2 separate regions of the Sus scrofa genome follow, and region 2 is linked to region 1. A link is a contact called in public Hi-C data. All regions are on one chromosome and are shown on one strand. The core of a region is the stretch at or near the end of the contact, and the rest is flanking DNA. Distances in the headings are between cores, read along the strand shown. Region 1 has its middle 17 kb from the start of RIPK1. Region 2 holds the start of TUBB2B (tubulin, beta 2B class IIb).

Region 1 (4,864 bases), core at 1,151-3,650:
CCACTTTGGCAAGAGTTTTTATCATGAATGGATTTCGGATTTTGTCAAATGCTTTTTGAGGAATTCCCATCATGGTGCAGCGGAAACGAATCCGACTAGGAACCATGAGGTTGCGGGTTCGATCCCTGGCCTCACTCAGTGGGTTAAGGACCCGGTGTTGCCGTGAGCTGTGGTGTAGGTTGCAGACACGGGGTGGATCTGGCGTTGCTGTGGCTGTGGTGTAGGCCGGCAGGTATAGCTCCCATTAGACTCCTGGCCTGGGAACCTCCATATGCCACGGGTGTGGCCCTAAAAAGACAAAAAGGCAGGGAGTTCCCTTCATGGCTCAGTGGTTAACAAACTTGAGTAGGATCCATGAGGCCGAGGGTTTGATCCCTGGCCTTGCTCAGTGGGTTAAGAATCCGGTGTTGCCATGAGCTGTGGTGTAGGTTGCAGACGTGGCTTAGATCCCATGTTGCTGTGGCTGCAGCTGTAGCTCTGATTTGACCCCTAGCCTGGGAACTTCCATATGCCGCAAATGTGGCCCTAAAAAGCAAAAAAAAAAAAAAAAAAAAAAAGGTTTTCGTGCATCTATTGAGATGACCATGTGGTTTTTGACTTTTCTTTTGTTAGTGCGGTACATGACATGGATAGATTTACATATGATGAACCATCCTTGGGAACCTGGGATGAAGGTTGTGGTGTATGATTTTTTTTATGTGTTGTGGGATTAGGTTAGCTAAAGTTTTGTTGAGAATTTTTGCATCTATATTCATCAAAGACACTGGCCTATAATTTTATTTTTTGATAGTATCTTTGTCTGGTTTTTGTATTTGGGTGATGGTGGCTTCATAGCATGTCTTTGGGGTCACTCCTTCTTCTTTAATCTTTTGGAAGGGTTTAAGAAGGAGGGCTATGAGTTCTTCTCTGTATGTTTGTTGAATTTGTCTGTGAAGCCATCTAGTCCTGGACTTTTGTTTGTAGAAAGTGTTTTCAGTACATATTGAATTTCATTCCTAGTGATCATTCCGTTCAAATTATCTATTTCTTCTTGATTCAGTTTTTGTGAGCTGTATGTTTCTAGAAATGTGTCCATTTCTTTTAGGTTGTCACATTTGTTGGCATATAATTGTTCATAGTATTCTTTTATGCTTGTTTTCATTTCTGCAGTATCTGTTGAGATTTTTCCCTTTTCATTTCTTTTCTCTCTCTCTCTTCTTTTTTAATGGCTGCACATGGAGATTCCCAAGCTAAGGGATGATTCAGAGCTGTAACTGCCAGCCTACACCACAGCCACAGCAACACGGGATCCAAGTGTGTCTGCGTGCGACCTACCCACAGCTCAAGACAACACGGGATCCTTTAGCCCACTGAGTCAGGCCAGGGATCAAACCCCTGTCTTCATGGATACTGGTTGGGTTCGTTACCGCTGCACCACGGAGGGAATCTCCTCATTTCTTATTTTTTTAATTTGGCTTCTCTCTCTCTTCTTCTTGGTGAGACTGCCCAGGGGTTTGTCAGTTTTTTTTACCCTTGTGTTTATTTTTTCCTATTTTTTTTTTGTTTGTTTGTTGTCTTTTTGCCTTTTCTAGGGCCACTCCTGCGGCATATGGAGGTTCCCAGGCTAGGGGTCGAATTGGAGCTGTAGCCGCTGGTCTACACCACAGCCACAGCAACACCAGATCTGAGCTGCGTCTGCAACCTACACCAGAGCTCACGGCAACGCTGGATCCTTAACCCACTGAGCAAGGCCAGGGATCGAACTTGCAACCTCGTGGTACCTAGTTGGATTCATTAACCACTGAGCCACGACGGAAACTCCTTAATTTTTCCTTTTTTTAATTTCTATTTTATTGTTTTCCTCTCTGATCTTTATGTATCTGATCTCCGCGGGTCGGGTAGGCGGCTTCCGGGGCTGGCGGGGGGGGGGGGGTCCTTTCCTCTTTCACAGCTCCCCCTCCAGAGTGCTGGTCCCGTCCTGATTGCTGTTTTTCTCCTCTCTCTCTCTCTTTTTTTTCTACCCACCTATGTGGAGGGTTTCTTGCCCTTTTGGGGTCTGAAGTCTTCTGCCAGCGGCCAGCGGATGTTCTGTGCGAATCGTTCTACCTGTAGACGTGGTTTCGTGGGCGAAGGGGAGCGCCACGCCTGCTCCTCCACCGTCTTGATCCCACTTCCTGGCTGATAGGTTTATGTCGTGGTGTTGGATCCAAAAAATCGCATGCCCTGGGGAACTAGGAGAGAGGACCCCCCCACCCCGCCCCGCCGTGAGGCCCCTGATTGCTGTAAAGGGAGAGGGGGAAGGAAATCAGGCTTTCAGGTTCCCAGGCCCCCTGCAGCCCCCAGGCCTGTTCCGGAGGCAGGAGGGATCTTTCGGGTCGTCGTTAGAGTCGATGGCCACGAGAGGGCGACAGAGCCCGCCTGGTGCTCCACGTGGGCCCTTCCAGGCTCAGAGCCGGGTTTCCAGGCAGGGAAGGGGGCACAGAGCATGTGACCAGCGAGGGGGTTGCTTGCAGGCCCCTCTGGGCCCCCTTTCCATTGTCTTCCTTGAGAGAGGGGACCGAACTCTGCTCAGACCCGCTGACTTTTTCCGGCGTCCAGACACCGGGACCGACCGCCCGGGGTCCGACCAGCACGTGACGTCACAGTCAGACCTCTGAGCTCGAGACACCGGCTTGAGCCACTGGCGTGCGGTTCTCCGCAGGCAGCCTCGCAGGGCCTTTGGCACCTGGGAAGCTCAGCTGATGCTCCTGAATGCGGCTTGCGGAGAAGCTGAGAGTTTGGTGTCGGTCCTCATCCCTGCCTGCGCACTCTCTCCCTCAGAGATTTCTTGTTCCTTCGGAGACCTTCCCCCCCCCCCCCCCGTCCTTGACCTCTGGGGGTCAAGTCCGTGAATTCAGTGGGACGCTGATGGGCTTCAAGCCCGTTCAGTGCCGAGGAGCGGGTGTGGCGGATCGGCGTGGGGAAGCGGTGTTGGGACGGGGGTCCTGGGGTCCTGGATCTCTTTCAGAGGGAAGTTTTCCCCTCAGTAAGGCTCCATCACTCTGAGAAGGATTGGAGGAAGGAAGTCAGCCTCTCAGGTGTTCAGGCCCATTCATTGCAGCCCCTGCCCTTGCTCAGGGGGCGGCTGAGGGAAGGGCCGGAAGAGGGCGCTCGAGCACAGAGGCCGCCTGGTGCCCCCGCTGTGCGCTCAGAGCTGGGCTTTGAGGTGGGCAGGAGGAGCGCCAAGGGTGTGTGTGACTCTGCAGGAGGGTAAGTGAGGGTGTGCCTCCGATTCTGCGGCTTAAATTGCTTGCATGATACAGGGAACTTAGTCCCACGTTCACATCCAGGGGTCCATGCGAGACGGATAGACGGAACGTTTTCTTTTTCTTTTTCTTTTTTAAGGAAACCCCAGACAGTTCTCCATGGTGGTTGTACCAATGTACTGTTTCCTACAGCAGTGCAGGAGGGTTCCCTTTTCCTCCACAACCTCTTCGGCGTGTATTTATTATTTATCAAAACTTTTTTTTTTTTTTTTTTTTGGTCCTTTTTAGGGCCGCACCGGCTGCATATGGAGGTTCCCAGGCTAGGGGTTGAATCGGAGCTGCAGCTGCTGACCTACACCACAGCCACAGCAACGCCGGATCCTTAACCCACCGAGCGAGGCCGGGGATCAAACCTGCAACCTCATGGTTTACTAGTCGGATTTGTTAACCACTGAGCCACGACAGGAACTCCAACATATTTTTCAATGGCCAGAGAAGTGGACCAACTTTCTGAATGTGGCTGTCATTTGACTTACCGCCAGCACACCTCTAGAATTAGAAATACCTGGCTTGAGGCTTGGGGATGAGTTCCGTTTTAAGACTCAGGCTTGCCTGGTGTCTGTCACCTAGAAAGCTGAGCTGTGGTCGTGACTGCAGCGTCTAACTGAGGTTCGAATTTGCAGGGCACTCTTCCTCTCCCTGTGAAGCCTGCCTCGACAACTTTCTGCGAAGTTCCTTAGTCTTTTTCCTTCTGAGGTTTTTCTTTCTGTTGTTGACCTCTGCCGGAAAAACGAGAGTTAAAACCTTCTCCATGAGGAGTTTCCATCTTGTGGCTCAGCGGTTAACAAACCCGACTAGCACCCATGAGGACACGGGTTCAGTCCGTGGTCACAAACGGTGGGTTAAGGATCCGAGATTGGCGTGAGCTGTGGTGTAAGTAGCAGAAGTGGCTTGAATCCCGCATTGCTGTGCCTGTGGTGTAGGCCAGCAGCTGCAGCTCCGATTTGACCCCTAGCCTGGGAACCTCCGTATGCCACGGGTGCAACCCTAAAAAGACAAAAGACAAAAACAAACAAAAACACCTGCTCTGTGAATTAAGGGGAAGCTAATTCATTGGTTAACTTAAAGCAGGTTATGTGACTTGGAGTGTGTTTGGCTGACTGATTTAAGGTAGTGGTGGTGTTGGAGAAAAGAATTGGGTGCTCGGGGAAAGGATGAGAGAGGAACACCACCATCTGTAAGGCACTTCATTGTCGTTGGAGGGAGAGGGGGAAGGAAATGGGGCTTCCAGGCCTCCAGCCCCGTTCAGGCCCCCATGGATGGTTCAGGAGGCAGGGGGAGGGCTCTGAGTTGTAGTTACCGCTCTGGCCACCGGAGGGCGCCAGAGCGCCGGCAGAGCCCCCAGCTTCAACATGTTGGCGCTTTGGGGCTCAGAGTTGGGTTTCCAGATGGGGAAGGCAGAACCCCATGGATGTGACCGGAAAATAAGGGTTGGTTACAGGCCTCCTCTGTCTTCTTTTTCAGTGGTTTTGCTTGATAGAAGGGACCTAATTCTGCGTTCTCACCTAGGTGTCTCTGCCAGACTTGTAATATTTTCCAGTGTCCAGATGATTTGACCAAATACCTGGGGTCTGATTGTC
Region 2 (4,992 bases), core at 1,453-3,952, 130 kb after region 1:
CCTCGCCCGTGTACCAGTGCAGGAAGGCCTTGCGCCGGAACATGGCCGTGAACTGCTCCGAGATGCGCTTGAACAGCTCCTGGATGGCCGTGCTGTTGCCGATGAAGGTGGCCGACATCTTGAGGCCGCGCGGCGGGATGTCGCACACGGCCGTCTTGACGTTGTTGGGGATCCACTCCACGAAGTAGCTGCTGTTCTTGTTCTGCACGTTGAGCATCTGCTCGTCCACCTCCTTCATGGACATGCGGCCGCGGAAGATGGCGGCCACCGTCAGGTAGCGGCCGTGGCGCGGGTCGCAGGCGGCCATCATGTTCTTGGAGTCGAACATCTGCTGCGTGAGCTCGGGCACCGTCAGCGCGCGGTACTGCTGGCTGCCGCGGCTGGTCAGCGGCGCGAAGCCGGGCATGAAGAAGTGCAGGCGCGGGAAGGGCACCATGTTCACGGCCAGCTTGCGCAGGTCGGCGTTGAGCTGGCCCGGGAAGCGCAGGCACGTGGTGACCCCGCTCATGGTGGCCGACACCAGGTGGTTGAGGTCCCCGTAGGTGGGCGTGGTCAGCTTCAGGGTGCGGAAGCAGATGTCGTACAGGGCCTCGTTGTCGATGCAATAGGTCTCATCCGTGTTCTCCACCAGCTGGTGCACGGAGAGGGTGGCGTTGTAGGGCTCGACCACCGTGTCCGAGACCTTGGGCGAGGGCATGACGCTGAAGGTGTTCATGATGCGGTCGGGGTACTCCTCGCGGATCTTGCTGATGAGCAGGGTGCCCATCCCCGAACCCGTGCCGCCCCCCAGCGAGTGGGTCAGCTGGAAGCCCTGCAGACAGTCACAGCTCTCTGACTCCTTCCTGACCACGTCCAGGACCGAGTCCACCAGCTCGGCGCCCTCTGTGTAGTGGCCCTTGGCCCAGTTGTTGCCGGCACCGCTCTGGCCTGCCAGGGGGAGAGTCCTCATAAGCCATTGATGATTGCATTACATTCCTCTTTACCTTAATCCCCATAATATAACCCAATGAGTCAGCCTCAGATAAGATTTTTTCAGGTTATAACGAAACTGGCTAGACATGAAAATACTCGGTCATGGACATAATATAAATAAGAAGGGTTAGGAACTGGGCATTAGAGATTCAAAGGCATTTAGTTTCAGCTCATATTAAGACAAAATCGACACACAACTCCATACTTTCTCTACGGCAGACACGCCCCTCCACCCTGAGCTGTCCAACATAAAATGACCCAACATGCCATCACCATGTCAGCCACTCACCAAACACGAAGTTGTCGGGCCTGAAGATCTGGCCGAAGGGTCCAGACCTGACCGAGTCCATGGTGCCCGGCTCCAGATCCACCAGGATGGCCCGGGGCACATACTTGTTACCTGTGGGGACAGAGCTGGACATAGACCTGCAGGCAGAGAGCTCTGAAGAGGAGGGCGTCTTGCAGGCACTGCGGTCGCCCCCAAACAAAGAAGGACCTGGGAGGTCTGGATTCTCAAAGGGACGCCCACTGGAAACCCGCAGTTAAAGAGCGAGAGCCCTAAATCGGTTAGTCCACCCTCCCTCCCCTCGGGCCACGTTCCCAGGGGCCACCTTCCTGGGGTCAGGCCCCCGGGGAGAGGGGGCGTGGAAAGACACTCACCAGTGGCTTCATTGTAGTACACGTTGATCCTCTCCAGCTGCAAGTCACTGTCGCCATGGTAACTGCCAGTGGGGTCGATGCCATGCTCGTCGCTGATGACCTCCCAAAACTGAAACGCAGAAAACGGTGGTGCTGAGCCACGCCCCACGGCGCAGAGAGGCGGGGACTCAAGGCGAAGCCCGGACCAGCCACCTTGCAGGGCTTCGGGGCAGCCCAGCCCGGCACAGCCGCAGGGTTTGCATTTTGCAGGGTCACTGGGTAGAAAATGGGCGTTTCCCGGGCGAACAGCTGCTCGCGGCAGGAGGTGGGGGTGTCTCGGCAACTGTAAGGCCGGCACTAGCGGCGGCGAGAGGCGGCGGCCGGGGCTCAAGTGGCGCCGAGGGGGTGGGAGGGGTAGAGGGACCAGAGGGAGCTGAAGCGGGGGGGGGGGGGGACGGGGCGATTTTAGATTCATAGCACATCCCGAGGCTTAAGGCGATCGCTCTCCTCTGACGATCGCTCCCCTCCTCCCCCCGCAGCTCGACTCGGGTTCCAGCGAGTAAAATCAATTTTCCCGGCGTCGGGGCCCCGCCCGTAGGCGGGCGCGCGCAGCCTTGCGGACACACCCGCGCGCTCTCCAGGCCCGCGTGCCGGGCTAAGCGAGGAGCAAGGAGGAAGGGGAGGCCGAGGGACCGGGATTCCAAACGAGTTACCGCAGAAAGTTAAGAAAGGTTCCTCCCCCGCCCCCGCCAAAGTCGCCTCCAGGTCCACGCCCCTCTCGGCGGCACAAAGCAGCCAGGAAAGTCTGCGTTCAGAGGGCCCGGGGCCTGCTCGGGACGACGCGCGGCGCCCAGAACCCCGAGGGCGTTAAGCCCGGGTCCCCGCCCCCACCCCGCCCCCGCCCCGGGGGTCCCCAGCGCCCACCTTGGCGCCGATCTGATTGCCGCACTGGCCCGCCTGGATGTGCACGATCTCACGCATGGTGCTAGCTCGCTTCTTCCGGCCCCGGTCGGCGTCTGGTCACTCTGTCCGTCCTCCCTACACACCCACGGCGGGGTCACCAGGAACGCGCTCGGGAACCGACCGGCTGAGAGCGCCTGCCCAGCGGGCTCGGCCTTTTATGCGAGGAGGCTGGGCCCGCCCGCGCAGGCCGCGCCCCCAACCCGAGCCCCCCAGTCCCCTTCGCGCTAGCTCTCTCCAGGTCCCGCTGACGTAATGCTCCGAGCCCCAGGGACCGTCCGGGGGGCTGGACTACGGGCCCGCGGCCAATCAGCGCAGGCTGGCGGACCGGCGAGGAGTGGGGGCTGCGGGGAGTGGGGGGCGGGGGGGCGTGCGCATTGTCTGGAACTGGAGGGGATGTGGAAAAGCTGGGCACTGAGAATTGGGGGTGGGGGAAGAGGCAAGGGTGACCCGTGTGGCAGGCCGGGTGTGTGTGTGTAGGGGGCAGGTGGCACTGGACGGGTGGGTGCAGGGGAACTGGAGCAGGTGGAGAGGCCATCAGGTGCGCTGGAAAGGAGGCTCTGTGCGCCGGGCGCTGGCAGGTGGTAGGGCTGGGTGGCGCAGGTTTCCATACCCGCGCGGATTGCGGCATCGCCTCCGCCAAGGGCGGGAGGTCCCTAAGCCACCCTCCCTGGTGAGACCACTGACCCTTTCCCCAACCATTAGAAGCCAAGGGCTGTCCGGCGCCCGAACCTCGATCACACAGAGTCTTGGGAGAGGGCAGGCGGCCCCGGGAGGAAGTCTTGCGTGATCAGGGTGTTCGGATCTGAAGAGCCGTGACCCAAGAGCCTCAGGGTGCCCTCCGCCCTCGGCCCTCCCCCCACCCACAGCCGCGCATCCTCTCTTTTGTCTCTGTCAAGGGCCTCTTGCTCCCTTTCTCTGGGGCGGCAGCATCGGGGGAGGGGCGACCTCGGCGCCTCCTTCGCCCTGCCCGACCCTCTCCGGGAGTCCATAGCTCCCCGACTGGTGCCTAGGACCCCTCCATCCCTTGGGTCGGCTTTTGTCCTTAGGAGTGGATGCGGTGGGTGTGGCTGGCCGCGCAGGGTGGACTGTCCAGCAGTCGGAAGAGGGTGGGGTTCGGGAGGCGGGGCTGCGGCAGAACAAAGAACTCGGAAATGTGTGGGTTACATCCCACAACTGAGTAGTTAAAAATCACACCCCAGGCGCTCTCCAGTCTGGGTTCGGTTCATCTATTGTCCATTAAGGGGCTGGGTTCCTCGGAGGTTCTCGCCTGAGCCCGCCGCTAGCATTCACATCTTCCACCAGGCGCAGGACCCCGAGGCGGCCACGAGGTCCTCAACCTTCGTGCTGCTGGTGCGGGTGAGGGACACGCCTGAAAACTGCAGCACCGCGAGGGAGAGGCCCCCCGAGACCCTGACACGCACACAGTGCGCGTGCGCAGAGGCGCAGCCTCACACTCCAAACCCGTAGTATCCAGGGAGTCCAAGGAGCTGGTCTCTTTGTTACCTTCGTGTGTGTGTGTGTGTGTGTGTGCGCGTGAGAAAGAGGAGAGAGAGCGCGCTGCAACCTGGCCCCCGCAGTTCCCTAGGTGAGGCGCCCCCTCCCCTACCCCGCCTCTTGACGGGTCATCTGGGAGGTGACGCGACCCCTTTTCATCCCCAGGCGAGAGGGGCCGAACGACCCGGGTTCCTGCGGCAGAGAGGAGCCCACAGCTGTTGCCCGAGACCCTCCCAGAACTGTCAGCAAACTGTCGCCGCCTCCCTTTCCCTCTGGGGGTGGAAGAGGGGCTTTCAAGCCACTTCCAGGGCACAAAGAGGGGCCGAGAGAACAAAAGCACAGCCGCCCCCGAACACCCATTGCGCCGGGACTGCAGCTCGGGGCAGAGGTTCCAGCCGCTGCTGCCGGCGTGAAGGTTGGGAGGGGTCGGGCGAGGGGCAGAGCAGCGCCCACGTGCCCTGGCTCCAGGGACACGGGGCCTGACGCGGAGTTTCTAATCCAGCTCCCACTGCTGCAGAGGGGTCGAGCTTGAGCCGTGTCAAGGGTCACACAAGCTAAAGACTCGGCTCAGGTCGGAGTCCCCGTTGCCGCGCGCCCAGCCCTCGGGAAGGTGACCGCGTCCAGGGGAAAGGGCGGTGGCTGGTGTCAGCACCTGGGGGTGGCGGCTCCCGTGGGTCGGAACCGCGGGGAAGAAGCCAAGCGGGGGCCGCGCCCGCCCCCCTAGTGCCGAGGCGCGCCGAGGTGAGCCCCGGCTGGGCCCAGAGGGCCGCCCGCGCGCCGCGCTCCAGGGGATCAGCTCCGCGCCGGCCGCCTGAGCCCCGCCAGCTCCCTCACCCAGCGGTTTCTGTCTCAGCTCCTGTTTCACAGGCAGATCTCCGCGGAGCGCCCGGGGTGGAAAGGCGTGTTCAAGATTTTGTGCATAAA

The links. A called contact is a pair of places that touch in the nucleus more often than the background predicts.
Region 2: a Hi-C map of retroperitoneal adipose tissue shows a contact between it and region 1, with 3 times the contacts expected there. The contact joins the promoter of TUBB2B here to the enhancer-like site in region 1. A contact is called at or near these places in 2 of 5 promoter capture datasets (fetal liver and liver) and 13 of 47 Hi-C or Micro-C datasets (alveolar macrophages, embryonic fibroblasts, fetal heart ventricle and 8 more).

Annotation. Positions count from the first base shown.
Region 1 is chr7:1,821,336-1,826,199 of Sscrofa11.1, forward strand. No RefSeq gene overlaps it. Among named protein-coding and RNA genes, the nearest start is that of RIPK1, 17 kb to the right of the region's middle. Within about 2 kb of position 2,401, at least 29 of the 83 cell types and tissues checked have an H3K27ac peak or open chromatin away from gene starts, as enhancers often do. A contact at or near this core is called in embryonic fibroblasts, fetal liver and retroperitoneal adipose tissue, where this site is marked.
Region 2 is chr7:1,953,078-1,958,069 of Sscrofa11.1, forward strand. It overlaps TUBB2B (tubulin, beta 2B class IIb), which reads right to left and starts at 2,703. Exons shown (of 4, transcript NM_001243434.1): 1 at 2,536-2,703; 2 at 1,633-1,741; 3 at 1,262-1,372; 4 at 1-927. The coding sequence starts at 2,592.